Regions from separate parts of the Rattus norvegicus genome. Here region 1 is linked to region 2. The links are chromatin contacts, called in public Hi-C maps. All regions are on one chromosome and are shown on one strand. Each heading gives the region's core, a stretch centred on a gene start, on an enhancer-like site or on the middle of the called end of the contact. The rest is flanking DNA. Distances are from core to core; before and after follow the strand shown.

Region 1 (3,773 bases), core at 1,019-3,518, 180 kb after region 2:
ACTCCATTTGCTTTCTGGGTACAGAAGTAATGGGAACGGACTGTGTGGTCTAGTACCTGACTGTCTAGTGCCTCCTGTCAGGTTATGCAGGCTGTGGGATACCAGGAGGAGGAAGTAGTTATGAAATCACGAAACCTTCTTGGTGTCCACGTTCTACACTCAAGAGCTATTTTCTGCTCTTAGGTACCTCAGGCAATGTTGGGGCACGAGGGGGGGAGGTATTCTACAACACAAGGATGTTTTCCACACCAGCCAGAAGGTAATTATACATTAAGATGCCTTGTAAATCAATTTTATATATATATACAAGCAACAGTCAGGGATATTAGAGCATGAAGCAATAATGTGGCCTAATAATCTTTTCCACATGGTGCATCCAGAACATCCTAACATCCCTCTTCTTCCAATTGGACATGGCATTTATTAAAATCTCATCATCACAACGGCCTGTCCTCTCTTTGGTTCAGTACTTGAGAAGGGCACTCAAAACACTTGTCTCGTCCTTCCTATCCATAGCTTTGCTCAAGCTACAGATTACTTAAAGGCCTGACAGTAGACCTTTAACAGAAAAGTTAATGGCATTAGTAAATGTCATCAATGTGGACTGGAAAGCTGCATTTTCGTTAGGTAAGTTCACCCTGCTGGAAAGTCTGTCAACAGTGAAAATAGTTGGTAGTTCTCACTGCCACAGAGAACTCATTCTAAAGCAAAGAGAGGAATGAAGTAGGGAGTAGCACCCCTGACAGCAGCAAACAGAAACATAAGGAAGCACTTACAGAGCCGACAATACAAGTGTGCTCTCCGTGGGCGGCGAAGTTTTACATGAAGCTTAACTTTGAAAGCACAAGATGAGCTACAAAGGGAACGAGTTAGAGTTCAGGATTACCAATGAAATTTACACTCTGGTATCCAACAGCATCTACTGGTTCACTGTAAAAATGTTAACAGTATGTAGCAGGCTGATTTGCTTGAAAAGAAAAGTTCTGGAAAACGAAACTACAGTTAGAATTTTACTATCAATTTCCCCACAAATCCAAGATTAACCATAGGAGATGTCGGGCTTTCATCACTGAAAAGGAAGTGCTTAAGAGTCCTCAACTTACATTGCTCTACCGAGAAAAGCCAGCCTAAAGCCAGTGCTGAAGTCTTGCGGGAATGCTGCAGTGCATGGTTCTTTACTGTCCTTCCTACAGCGAGGTGGCCCCATCCCGATGAGTATATTAAGTGAGCCTTCAAGGCTCAACACTAAGCTTCGTCAAAGCATTACATCACTTTTGAATTACAAAAGCACCAAACTCCTATCGAAAGGGGCAAGAGATTGAGTTGCTTTCAACATTTTTCCTTTCGTGTAGCTTACTTAGCAAAGAACTGCCTAAAAAAAAAGCTTCCAAAGTGCCACACAGAAAATTTACTACACTGCATTATGCATAACTCAAACAGGAAGGTTGCAAAAGCATCAGAACTATAACTTACCATCATACTTCTCTTGGAGAAAATAAAACTAGAAAATACAAGTTCTTCCACATAAGAGTTCCGAGCACTTTTCATTAATTATCCAGACTACACTTTCTCCACAAAACTTGTACTTTCCTAATAGAGGTCACGAACCAAAAGCCTGTGTCATTAAACGTTAATACTTGGGTCTCTCGGAAGCCGTACTTCCAGCTCTGATCTACTCGCCTTTAATAAAAAGCATATCAACATAAAAGTCTAAGATTGACCCTCCCCCACACCAGCATGGCTATTCGAGCTTACCAAGTTAAACTAAAGGAAAAACAAACAAAACCAAAAAACACAGCATTCAGTAAAAAGAATTTATTTAGCTTTACACATTTAAAAAAAGATTCGAAAGGTGCATTTAACTATAAAAGTCAACCCTGTTTTAAGGAGTTATAAACAGTTAAAACCGAAACTCTACTCTGCTTCGGGCTTACATTTTAAACTCTTAAACGTAGCGGCCATATAATAACCCAGATCCAAAAAGCGTCGAGACGTAAAAGTTTGGAATTCCAGCATTGACTGTTCTGACGGCGACCGCAGTTGTGCATCGCGGAGCCGCTCGCCCGCTCCGCCGTGCACCTCAAGAACGAAACCCCACCGCGGTCGAACTAAAATCCTGCACGAGTTAAAATTATCCGAGGCGGAAAGTTGAGCCGCGTCTTCCGCGGCTCCCTCTCCTCCTCTCCCGGAGCAATTCCGAAGGCTTCGCTCTCCCCCGGGCTACGGAAGGCGCCGCGGCCGCCGCCACCGCCCGTAGCCCCTGCGGGAATGCGGCTAGCTAACGGTTTCCGCGCCGGCTGGCCGGCCGATCGGGCTGTCCCGGAGCCCCGGAAAACAAAGGGGATCCCCGGCCATTGTCCTCCGCGGCGCTGAGCATCACCAGCACTAGCAAGGCAGTAGCTTGCGCAGTTATCTCCACAGCGGGCAATGTCACAACCCGACCAACAGCACAAACTACTACCTCAGCCAGGGCCATGGTGTGGGAGCCGGCGGGACACGCGGAGCCTCGTCCTCCTCTCCGCCGCCGGCTGCGCGCGCCGAGCGCCCCAGGGCGGAGGCTGCCTCCGGCGGGCCGGCCGCGCCCTCTGTCCGAGTGGAGCTGCGCTTGCCCGCTCGCCCGCTCGCCCGCCCGCGCGCGCCACGCCGCGGCTCCGCCGCTGCCCCCCCACCCCCGCCCGCCGCGTCGCACCCCGGAAGTCCCCGCGGACGCGCCCCGCACCCTCCGGGGGGCCCCGGCAGCCCGGCACCCGCGGCTCCGCGCGCGCCCGGTCTCGCGCTCCTGCTTCACTGCGGCCGGGCGAACCATAGAGATCCCTTAAAGAGGCTGGCGCGCTCCCCACCACGTGACCGCCCGCCGCCCCCCGCCGCCATCTTACATCCGGGGCACCGCGCCCGCTCTCCGCCCGGGCGAGCCTCGGGGCTCGCGGGAAAGCCCGCTACGGGCGGGGACTCCAGCCGCAAGCCGGGACCTGCTCGGGCCTCGTGCTGGGCTCCGTCTGCTCGGCGCGGTCGGCAGAGCCCTGGTGCTCTGGGCGTGAGCAGTAAAGATGGCGGCGGGTGGGCCACGTTGCTCTCCGGCCGGAAAGTTCCGGCACCCCCTTCCCGCTCCGGCCGCCTGGCCCGCGGCGCTCCACCCCGGCGCGGCCGCAGCTGCTCGCCGCAGAAACTGGCGGGAAAGCTGTGTTGGGCGAGTCTAGTGCGCAGGCTCCCGGAACATGGGGCGCCTGCCTTCTCCCTATTTTTAGGCAAGGTTTGGAAGAGGGCCGACTGCAATGGGGCTTCCCATCCGTGTGGCCCAGTTTACTTTTTTGTTTTGCTTCTCATTTACAGGTTTTTAAAGATTTTTTTTGTTTGTTTTTAGAAGTCACTAAGATTTGTCAGATAAAATACAGGATGTCTTGCTAAACTGGAATTCCACATCCACGAATGCTTCCCCCCCCCCGCATATGTAGATTCCATGTACTAAAAGGGGGATGGTGTCTGAATTTCACATTTATCTGCCGGTCTGTTTTAGTGCATTTGGCAGTTCCATTAGTCATAAAGTTGCTGAAAATCCACAGTACACAAGACAAGTACAGAATGGTTAGAGAAATGAGTGCAATCTGGGAAGTTTCTCTAAACTTTAATCCTGTCACAGCAGCCAGATAACAAAACTCTGTTGCAAAATTTGGTAAAACTACGTACGAACGCATATATTTAATTCATTTTAGAGACCCACCTCACCCTGACCCAGTCCAGTATAATTTAGTACAACAGACCCTGGAGCCCATACT
Region 2 (3,401 bases), core at 882-3,381:
CGTTTTCTTCCCTGGTTCTCCTGCTAATAGATGATTTAGGGATTCTCTGTCTCAAAGCAAAGCTTGGAGGAATTTCTTGTTTTGTTTTGTTTGTTTGTTTGTTTGTTTGTTTGTTTTTGAAATGCTAAATGCAACCAATTTCCTTATCTCCAATTTTGTGGGTTCAAGTCCGCCTTCTAACAGTGCTTAGGTCAGCAGCTTGATTGTTTCCTGGCCCAGGGTGACAGGTGTGAATGAGATAACCATTCTGAGTCCTAGTTCCAACCACCCCCATCCCTACTCTCACACACCCTGCACAACCCTCTACAAAGAATGTTTGGGTTGAATAGACAACACTTCAGAGTCATAGAAGAAGTTAATTCCATCACTAGAGTGGCTGTCAAAGATTGGGAACAAAGCCAGACAAGCCTTTGAGCTTACCACCTACAAGATTTAAGCTCAGGAGAAAGCTGAGAGACTCTCCGAATGCTCACTGACTTCCTTTCAGTATTGTTAGGTAGGTAGCCAGGCAGATCTTCTTGAGCTTAGAAGCCATTGAGGATGGGCCCCTCCCTGTGGCCGATTTTGGACCTCACCTGTCATTTCCCTGGTAGCCCTAGAGAGGGAGGAATCTAAACTGGCCCCTGTAGTATTTGAACTTATCAGATGGGAGTGCCAGTGTTCTGTTGAGACCATTAAGCTACTTCCTCTTAGCCCAAAGAATGGAATCCACCTCTGGCCTTGAGTGGCCATCTGCCCAAACTTCAGAACACTGCACCCATTTTCTCCTTCCCCAAGAATTAACCTAGCTTGTGGTGCCAAACACCTGCCTCACGGGACACATGGTTCACCTGAGGGCATGCTAAAGCTATGGAAGCCTTTAAAAAATACTGTACTTAACAGAAGCCCTTCCCTCAGTGCAGGGCCTTGTGGAGCTTCCACCCTGTGAGCTCCTACCCTTCCATTTCCTTCTTCCTCAGGCCTAACTATTTTTCAAGCCTAACCCTGATACTCTGAGCTTCCTCACTTTTCTCTGAAGACCTCCCTCTTCTGCCAGCCTCCGATGCTGAACATGCCAGCCTTCTTGGACCCTACCTCAAAAGGCACAGATTTCTCTCTCCTGCTTCCTCGACTGCCAAGATTACAGCTTGCCTGGCTTCCTGTTTTTCCTCTCAGAGCCTACAAACAAATTGTCCAGAGGCTTCCTTCTTCTGACTCTATTTCAAAATTCTTCTATTGAGAACCCCGAAGGGAACCCCAGTTTTCCCAGTAACATGATGCATGCAAGTTCTTTGCAACTGAGAATGTCCTAGTAATTTTTTTAATAAGGGAGAAAATAGCTTTCATGGGATTTATTTTTGTTTTATCTATATGGGTGTTTTGTCTACATGTACGTCTGTGTACCACATGTGTGCAATATCCAAAAAAAAAAAAAAAAGTGTCAGATCCCCCTTGGAAACTCAAGTTATAGATGGTTGGAAAACACCACGTGGATTGAGGAAATCAAACACCGGCCCACTGGAAGAGCAGTCAGTGCTCTTAACTACTGAGTTGTTTAGTCAGCCCCCAAAGTAACAATGTTTTAACTTGTAAGGCTACTACATATTTTCTAGTACTGGAAAGTGTGGGCAGTATATAACGACATTATACAATCATAAGAATGAATGCAAAGGTAATTGCTAATTTATAAAGTCTAGAATTTCAATCAGCCTACTCACGGTAAGTTTAAACTTCTTTATTTAAGCTTAGTCTTTGTTTGCAGCTGGAAGTTCTTCTAGGAAGGGATGGGCCTGTAATTCCACAGCAGTCAGCAGGTGGCGATATTGGACAGTCCCGTTTTTCTGTTTTTCCTTCTTCTCTTTGAAACTCATTGCCTAGCTGGCAGATGGCCTTGTTCTCAGAATAAGCCAGGATGAGACCCGGATACTGAAACCATGCAGAAGCTTATTATTTGTGACTGACACTATTAGCAGCATGCTCAGAGCCATATTATAACCCAGCCAGGGGGAGCTGCCAGGTATATTAAAACTGCCTGGCGCTGGCTTTCTTCTGCTGACCCGCAGCGCTTTCTTTTCACAACCTGGAACTGGTGAGCAACAAAGGCTGAGCCTGGAGTCACGTCATCTCTGAGACTTTCAAATCAAATTACAGCCATTCCGGATGATAAATATGCTTTTTTTTTCTTTCTTGCAGCTCTTTCCTGTTGAGTGAGCCTCACATTACACACACTCTCTGCCCCCACCCCTTGCCACAACAACAACAACAAAAACAGCAAATAAAAGCAGGCAGCGTAAGAATTGGCTCTTTTCTTTGACTCAGAGACGAGCCTCGCCCTAACATATTGTCTAAGCCGTTGCAACAGAATAACTCAGCTCCTCTCAGTAACACGTTGCCTCCACTGGGCATTGGGACCCCGGACTGAGCAGTCAGAGACTCAGTTCTCTGGTCCCTTCCCATGTAGACCACACTTGGAAGGAATTAGTAGGTAGATGTTTGCTAGCTCCTCATTCTAGCTGTATGTCTTGGAATCCACCGGCAACTAAAATGGAGAGAAGTCCTGGAGCTCCTGTTCAGCACACAGCAGTAGGCAGCTTTTCTCCTGATCACGTTAGCTTGTGAAAAAGATACTGAAAACTCAAGGGCTTAAAAAATAGACAGTGTGATTTTTTTTATTTTTTTATTTTTTGTAAAAGTGCAAAAAGCTTAGCCCGATTTGAAAGACTGAGGAAAGGGAAAAGTGGTTCATTCCACAGTAAATATATCTTTATTGACTGCATTTATCGTGTTTAATCTCATAGTAAAAGAGCCACCCAGATGGTCCTTTAATGTTCCTTTTAGTACAAAGATTTTCTGAATCTTCTAGAGAGGAGTAGGTGGTGTGGGTAGGAAAAAAAAATAAAATGTGCTATTTTGGCTTCCAGGGAGGAGGGGAGAGAAGCAATTATTTTTAGAATCTGTTCTAGTTGCACACAGTTTTAGAAGAAATGGAAGAGTGTGTGTTAATGTCAGTGAATTCTTCAGGGGATGAAGTCTGCAGAAACATCCCAGCGACAGTGCTGGCAGAGAACACACTTCTAAGTACTGTGTGTGCACGTGTGCCTCCCTCACAGGTGTGGGGGAGGGGCTGGTCAGACCATGCATGTGGGAGGAAGCAGGGTTGCTTGGATTCAAAAGTAGCTAGTCTCGAATCCATTCTCCGTAAGAAAGTAACATTGCTTATTCAGGGAGAGGTAGAGAAATAATATACAGTTGAAATATAGGAAAGGCAGGAGCAAATTGAATAAAGTGTGTCTGTCTGTCTGTCTGTCTACACACACACAGACACACACACACACGCAGAACCATACTGTTAATTTATCTTAAGGTACAAGCTGAATAAAGTAACCAGAATGTTCCCCAGCATTAAAAGTAAATATGAACTC

The links. Hi-C and Micro-C count contacts between places; a contact is called where the count stands out from the background.
Region 1: a contact with region 2 is called in a Hi-C map of the A7r5 cell line, with 8 times the contacts expected there. The contact joins the promoter of LOC134479799 here to the enhancer-like site in region 2. A contact is called at or near these places in 8 of 12 Hi-C or Micro-C datasets (the A7r5 cell line, Schwann cells, frontal cortex and 5 more) and 1 of 1 datasets of contacts at active chromatin or transcription factors (oligodendrocytes).

Annotation. Positions count from the first base shown.
Region 1 is chr7:60,525,492-60,529,264 of GRCr8, forward strand. LOC134479799 (nascent polypeptide-associated complex subunit alpha, muscle-specific form-like) reads left to right here and starts at 2,269. Exons shown (of 4, transcript XM_063264464.1): 1 at 2,269-2,366; 2 at 2,422-3,773. The coding sequence starts at 2,269. The coding sequence ends at 3,361. It overlaps Mirlet7i (microRNA let-7i), which reads right to left and starts at 2,470; the gene lies at 2,386-2,470.
Region 2 is chr7:60,350,315-60,353,715 of GRCr8, forward strand. All of the region lies in intron 3 of Ppm1h (protein phosphatase, Mg2+/Mn2+ dependent, 1H), which reads left to right. LOC134479882 (a long non-coding RNA gene) reads right to left here. Exons shown (of 2, transcript XR_010053726.1): 2 at 1-2,179. Among named protein-coding and RNA genes, the nearest start is that of Ppm1h, 130 kb to the left of the region's middle. Within about 2 kb of position 2,132, at least 55 of the 93 cell types and tissues checked have an H3K27ac peak or open chromatin away from gene starts, as enhancers often do. A contact at or near this core is called in the A7r5 cell line and Schwann cells, where this site is marked.